Linked DNA regions of Mus musculus: region 2 is linked to region 1. A link is a contact called in public Hi-C data. All regions are on one chromosome and are shown on one strand. The core of a region is the stretch at or near the end of the contact, and the rest is flanking DNA. Distances in the headings are between cores, read along the strand shown.

Evidence for each region. A called contact is a pair of places that touch in the nucleus more often than the background predicts.
Region 2: a Hi-C map of CD4 T cells shows a contact between it and region 1, with 2.1 times the contacts expected there. The contact joins two enhancer-like sites. A contact is called at or near these places in 3 of 484 Hi-C or Micro-C datasets (all in CD4 T cells), 1 of 115 datasets of contacts at active chromatin or transcription factors (embryonic stem cells) and 4 of 9 other capture datasets (adipose tissue, embryonic stem cells, liver and 1 more).

What each region holds. Positions count from the first base shown.
Region 1 is chr2:156,968,101-156,971,904 of GRCm38.p6, reverse strand. It overlaps Ndrg3 (N-myc downstream regulated gene 3), which reads left to right. Exons shown (of 16, transcript NM_013865.2): 2 at 1,767-1,868. The coding sequence starts at 1,812. Among named protein-coding and RNA genes, the nearest start is that of Ndrg3, 22 kb to the left of the region's middle. Within about 2 kb of position 1,339, at least 26 of the 459 cell types and tissues checked have an H3K27ac peak or open chromatin away from gene starts, as enhancers often do.
Region 2 is chr2:157,117,165-157,120,784 of GRCm38.p6, reverse strand. It overlaps Samhd1 (SAM domain and HD domain, 1), which reads left to right. Exons shown (of 16, transcript NM_018851.4): 6 at 233-303. Among named protein-coding and RNA genes, the nearest start is that of Samhd1, 16 kb to the left of the region's middle. Within about 2 kb of position 1,509, at least 24 of the 459 cell types and tissues checked have an H3K27ac peak or open chromatin away from gene starts, as enhancers often do.

The DNA of each region.
Region 1 (3,804 bases), core at 90-2,589:
CCTTACTGGCTACTTATTGCTGTAGAACATATCCTTTTGAAATAAAATTATTTATTATCTTTTATAGTTTCTGTGGGTCAGGAACCCAGAATGCCTTGACAGTACAATTTGGTCAGTGTCTCATATGGTTGCAGTCAGGTGTTTCTATGGCTTAGACATCTAAGCTCTGACTGAGGCTTTAGACTTCTTTTGCAAGATCACTCATGTGGCTAGCAGGTTAGTATTGATGTGTTGGTTCCTCTACGTGGACCTTCAGAGGTCTGTGTGTGCCCTAACAATATACTAGTTTTCTCCCTTGGTGATAGAAATCACAGAAACTAAAATGTCCATGTAAGGGAATTCTAAAAAGTCATATTTTATCACTTCGCTTATGTTCTATGAGTAATGTACGACATTCCTGATTTGTTCAGGTGGGTGATTACATTTGAGTGTGAATATCAAGTATCAAGGATAGTGGACTCTTAGAAGGTCATCTCAGGTCAGCTACCGTTCTCCTTATTACACTGAGATTCCTCAGTAGAGTTGTTGATTTGTTTTCACTGCCCTTGCCATTACTAATTTAGGGTCTGTCTTAGTCAGGGTTTCTGTTTCTGCATAAACATCATGACCAAGAAGCAAGTTGGGGAGGAAAGGGTTTATTCAGCTTACATTTCCACATTGCTGTTTATCAACAAAGGAAGTCAGGACTGGAACTCAGGCAGGTCAGGAAGCAGGAGCTGATGCAGAGGCCATGGAGGGATGTTCCTTACTGGCTTGCTTTCCCTGGCTTGCTCAGCTTGCTTTCTTATTAGAACCCAAGACTACCAGCCCAGGGATGGCACCACCCACAGTGGGCCTTCCCCACTTATTCATTAATTGAGAAAATGCCTAAGAGTTGGATCTCATGGAGGCGTTTCCTTAAGGGAGGCTCCTTACTCTGTGATAACTCTAGCTTGTGTCAAGTTGACACACAAAGCCGGCCAGTACAGGGTCCTATTCTATATCACTAATTTTCAGCTGTTGCCTTCCTTAATCCTCTCTCCACATCGTTGCTTCCAGAAGCATAATTCTGAGAGTATTGTTCTCTTGCCCATCTTTAGGAACCACGATATACACTGCAGACTGCAAAAACTATTGTATCTATTGTTCTTTGTTTAAAATACCACCACAGACATAGTAACCTAAGACAACACACCTTTATTATCTCAAGGTGTCATGTGTCCTTGCTGAGGCTTCAAACAAAGTGTCAGGGTTCTCTCAGCTGAGTCCCCACTGGGAAGGAAGCTATCTCTAGCGTCATGTGCTTGCTGGCAGTATTCAGTTTCTTGTAGAGATTATTGAACCGAGTGTCTCAGTTACTTTCTGTCCTTCCCCTCCCTCTCTTTGCTGTCTTACGGGAAGCTGCCCTTAGTTCCCTGCCACATGGCTCTCTTCTAGTATGCCAGCTGGCTCAATGCAACCAGCAGGGCAGCAAGACAGGTGTTTAAATACTTTGTAATGTACCACATGAAAGCACTCATGTACGTTCTTATTTCCCTCATTCTGTTAGTCAAAAGCAAGACATAGATCCTGCCCCACACTCAGGGGTGGGGTTTGGGGCGCAAAGGTATGAATACCAGAGGGGAAGAACAACAGGCCAGTTGAGAGCCCGTCTGCCTCCACTGTGCGTCTGCTGTGCCCTGTGCAGTACAAGATGTACATGGAGGAAAGTCCAGTATCTGAATGGATGATGTCGTGTTTCCAATGCCAGCGTAAGCATGTTTCCTCTTCCTTCTCTTCTGTTTCAGAGTTCCTGGTTCATCCTTGAGACTCATCTGCTCTGAGCCATCCTCATGGATGAACTTCAGGATGTTCAACTCACAGAGATCAAACCGCTTCTAAATGATAAGGTAACGCCTGTTTCGTTTTAGCTCAAAGATGAGTAGATGGTTTTCTTGTGCTATTAATTAACTTTTTATATATGAGACTACTAAGTAAAATACTTAGCTTGATTCTTATTGATGGGGATACTTTTTGAAACTCATTTCCTAACCTACTCTTTGATGTCTCCCTGACCCTTTGTTTTCCATAGGCAAATTCGGTCATTTTTCTGAAGTTTTTCTATTTTATAGAAAGGAAAAAATAATACAACCAACTTAGATAGAAAGTGTCAAGGTGGTATTTGTTAGGATCCAAATGTTTGACTTTTAGTTTCCATAAGGAGATTTTAACATGCATGGCTAGTGATGTGTACAGGCTCCAGTGCTCTCTCAAAAGTTTGCTGAGTCTGCAATGTGACCATTTTCGTCAGAGATAGCTGTCAGGAGTTTACCTTATTTTTTGGTAGTAAAGGTGTTTGGTTTTTTTGTTTTTTTTTTTTTTCCAAGACAGGGTTTCTCTGTATAGCCCTGGCTGTCCTGGAACTCACTTTGTAGACCAGGCTGGCCTCGAACTCAGAAATCCGCCTGCCTCTACCACATCCAGCAGAGTGTGCCTCATTTTATCTTGGTGTTGGAGAATTTCATGATGAATGGCATACTTGAAAGCCACTAGAACTCAGCAGATCTTTCTTGTCCCTCCCTGTTCAGTGTGCACACCAGAAACTCTTTCCTACACTGTTCTTTTGGCTTACTGTCCTAACGATGCTCTGTTAAATACTTTCTAGCCGGTGTTAGTCTACAACATCCTTAGAGGAAAGAATGGAGAGGGTGTGGTTAGACTGGTGGGCGAGAGGGGATGAGAGAGCGCACCAAAAGATGTCAATGCTAGCTTCTCTCTCTGTCCAAAGCAAGGCCCTTTATAACATCTTACTCTACTGACTTATATTTTTTCTGACTTACATTGCATCCTGGCAGCCCCACCCTCTTCCCTGTGACCTTTTCTCTTTGTCACTCCTTCCTTTGACTTTCACTAGACTTTATGTTCTCTCCTTTGGCAGTCTGTAAACACCTTCTTGACTTCTGCTGACTGCCCCCCACAGTGTTTCCAGAAATCTCTACTCATTAAATACCATTTTTCTGTGTATATGAAGGACTGTACCACAAAGAAGAGGAAGATACTAAAATCTATAGTTATAAAGCGCAGGTCTGGCCACAGAAATGAGTATTCTCAGGGCAGGGGAAAGCAGACAGGTTAGCTTCAGCAAGGAAGTAACCTGACCTCAGAATCAGGTAGGGGAGTGCTTAACAATGCAGATCCCAGACCCCAGCTCCAGACCAGTCTCAGGGGTAAAGACGGTGCCAGCATGACTCAGGCTTGGCTTCTGGTTGGAACTACATGTGGAGATGTAAGAGTCGCTAATGCCAAGCTGTGCCTTCTTACTGACACCTTACGGAACTGGTCTGGGATATAGTGTAGTTGTTTTGTTTGTACTGAGGATTAAACAAAGGAATCCTGGTTGTGCTCAGCCACTAAGCTACTTACAAATAAGGGCATTGCTATCAGATTTGCTTGAATGTTACAGAGTGAATTCTGTCCCCCCAATTTTACACACTGAAACTTTAGCCCCCACCACATGTGACTTTTGGAGAGGAAGCCCTGTGACGGTCAGTTTTAATTGTCAACTTGACGTGATCTAGGATCACCCGGGAAGGCTGTCTTTTGGGATTGGTTATCTAGCTTAGGATGGTCTGTGGGCATGACTGGGGGTTTGTCTTGATTATACTAAGTGATGTGGGAAGATAGCCTAGCAGTAGGCAGCACCATTGTCTGGGGTTGGGTTCTGTATTGCATGAAAAAGGAGAAAGTGAGCTGAGCACTGGCGCTGTGTGTGGACTGGGCTGGGACGGACTGACTGGGGCTGGGACGGACTGACTGGGGCTGGGGCTGGGACGGACTGACTGGGGC
Region 2 (3,620 bases), core at 260-2,759, 150 kb before region 1:
AGACCAATCCAAGCAGTGTTAACTTTCCAATATGGCCTTGCCTCTTAGTCTGTTGATTTGGAAAATTGAAAGGTCAGGTGTGTTCTGTTTTTATTATTACTAATTATTATTATTAATGTATACATTATTAACAGTAGCTGTTGATATTCAAAGTAAACAAAAATTTTTTAACTTTTCAGTTTTTACCAATTTATAAATATTTTTTTTATTTGAAGACTGCTTTTGTTTTTAGGTCATGGGCCATTTTCTCATATGTTTGATGGAAGGTTTATCCCACGGGCTCGCCCAGAGAAAAAGTGGAAGGTATGTATTGATGTGTCGCAAAGTCCATAGAAAGAAGTAGTATTTTATCTAGTTATTCAACTAAGATCTGTTTCCTTCTGTGTGTTGTAGCATCCTTCCCTGGGACAGCATTCAGGGTGCTTCTGTTCATGGGTCTGTGTTTCAGCCCTCACAGTAGCCTGTGGAGAAAGGACCTTATCTTCTGTTCAGAGCCCTCAGAAGCATAGAGATGTGCCTGACTTCACAGGGTCATGGAGTGGTGGACCAGCCCTGGAGAGCCAGCTCCCCTCTTTCAATGCAGTGTCCGTTCTACTCTGTCAGATTACTGTAGACTTTGTTTTCTTTTAAAGATTTATTTATTTGTTCATTCATTTGTTATATATACAATATTCTGCCTGCAGAATCAGAACTCTTAGGCATCAGCTCTCATTTTAGATCGTTATGAGCCACCACGTGGCTGCTGGGAATTGAACTCAGGACCTCTAGAGGAGTAGACACTACTCTTAAACTCTGAGCCATCTCGGCAACCCCTAGGGTTTGTTTTTAAAGCCCAGCTTCAGCTTTCATTTTGGTAATAGCCGTGAACTTAAGTATCGTCGGTCTCAGTAACTGAGCGTTTGTTTTAACACGGGGTCTTCCTATATAGTTCAGGGTGACTTTGTCCTCTGTTCTGCCTCAGCCTCCCCAATGCTGAGCGTATGGTACACCCTCACTTCAGGCTTTAAGCGAACCCTTTATAATTACACATTTACTGGAGATGAACCTGTACATTTTGAAGCAGTTTCTGAGAAATGAGATTGGCTTCCCAGTTTCTACTACCCTTGGCATAGAAAAGCGCAGGGACGCAAGACGAAAGCTCCTTACACGCCAAGCCCTTTGTTCTCTGCCCTCTTTTTTTTTTTTTTTAGGTATAATTTGCATTCAATAAATTATGCAGATATATGTTGTGTTGTTTTTATTCTAGGACAAGGTCTCACTGTGGAGACCAAGCTGGCCTTGAAACTGTTGCCTGCTTCTGTTTCTGTAGAGCTAGGATTAAAGGCGTGTGCTATCTATCCATCCCTCCTGGCTGAAACTGTGCAGAGCTGATCTGAGTTTGGCAAGTGGGGATGTGGACCATTTTCATCATTTGGAAATTTCCCTTGTGTCAGGCTTGTTTTCTGTGATGCTGGCGATCAGACCCACAGCAGTGCACACACACACACACACACACACACACACACAGCTTCACCTCTCTCCTCTTAGATGTGGTATCTTGGTTTCCCTTATACTATCAAAGCTGTTGCAAATATGATTTCCTGTTGTTTGCACTTCGTGGGGGGGGGGGCTTAGGGGGGCTTCCTCTAATGTTTAACCATTTAAAAAGTTGATAAGTGGGCTAAGAGCAAAGGTTAGTGGGAGATCCCTTGACAACAATTGACTTGTTAGGTTTGCTCCCCGGCACAGTACAGTCATAAGTGAATGCTCTTTTGTGCCGTATAATGATTTTAAGATTCCTGCACGTTGATGGCTTCTTACTGCTAAGATTGTATCCTAGTGTATGAGCCACAGTTTGTCCTTGCTTCTTTGGATGAACTTCATGTTGTTTTGGATTTGAGCTACTACATCTCAGGTTGCTGTGGGTGATGCTGTATAACAGCTCTGTGGAAATATCTTCTCCTGTCTCCTGACTGAATACCTGAAGTAGAATTACTGAGTCATATGCCAGATGTTTACTTAACTGGGTTTTCCAGTGTGCTCTACTTTACCCGCTCACAAGCAGCGTGTGAAAATCCCAGATGCTAGTCCACAACCTCACCCTGTGTGAATAGATAGCTCTTGGCCCGTCCCCTCCTACTTTTCCTCCCTTTTAACACCTGCTTGCTTTTGGCCGATGAACAGTTAGGGAGTTAGTTGTCCAGGGTTTATAATTTCTTTCTCAAGCAGGACTGATCTAATAGGATCTAGGAGCTACTCTGCCGTTATTGTATGTGTGCCATGTGTGTATATTTGTCTCTCTCTCTCTGTGTGCTATATGTGTGTTTGTGTGTGCGCGTGCCTGATGTGTGTGCGCTAGGGGTCAAATACATATGTTATACATGTGATAGGTAAGTGCTGTACAACTAAGCTGTATCTCCAGCCTTTAGAAAATATATTTAGGGGCTGGTGAGATGGCTCAGTGGGTAAAAGCACCCGACTGCTCTTCCGAAGGTCCGGAGTTCAAATCCCAGCAACCACATGGTGGCTCACAGCCATCCATAATGAGATCTGACTCCCTCTTCTGGAGTGTCTGAAGACAGCTACAATGTACTTACATATAATAAAAAAATAAATAAATCTTTAAAAAAATATATATTTACTTTTTTCATTTCATACTTGACCTCATGTGGAATTAATTCTTCTATACAAATAGTACAAATACAATCTTCCCTTTATTTATAAGAATACTTTTTTTTTCTTTTAACTGTCTTATCTGCAGTTATAGCCCCAGCTTAATAAGGATAATGTTTTTGAATAGTAGTCAATCCTTTTCTCATAGATCTAAATTTATTAACACTTTCAAACTTCCCATATATAATGAATCTTCCTAGATTCTGTTTCACACTTTTTAAGAAAATTATTTCCCAGATCCAATTTCACAGGATTTTTAAAATTATGTATTTTATTTTCTATAAGTGTTGCCTGAATGCACATGTGTGTGATCACTTTCGTGCCTGGTACAGAGGTGAGAATAAGCCATTGGATACCCTGGATCTGCACTAACGGATGGTGTGAGTCACCATGCTGGTGCTGGAGCCCAAACCCAGGTCCTCGGCGTGGATAGCAGGTTTTCTTAACCTCTAAGCCACTTCTCCAACCCCATGTCTCACGCTTCCCTAATTACTATTATTGGATAATATGATTTTGTACTTCAAACAGTGATTGTGTGCCTGAATTCACACAGTGTGATCCAGCATTCTCCAGTAATTACTCCAGAGGCCACAAGGAGTCAATTGCAAGCTCCAGGCCACGCTGTGTAGTGAGTTTAGGTCAATGTGGGTCATGTAATGAGACCTTTACTCAAAACAGAAAACATATCATCAAGATAACATACGTTGATAAGATATCTGTTAATTATGAACAGATATCTGTTCATAGTTGAGCCAATTCAAAATAGTTATAGGATCATTTCAGGTTTGTTTTCATTTTGAGTCAGTTTTGTTAAAATGCACAATAGGGCGGATGTCTCTGGGGTCATTTGATCTTTGCAGTGATTGTGATGAGTGAGCAGAGATGGGAGCAAGGAGGTGAGCAAAGAGGTGACAGATCTGAGAATTCAGTTCAGATCTTGACGCCAGAGCTGGGATTTTGAGTTCCTA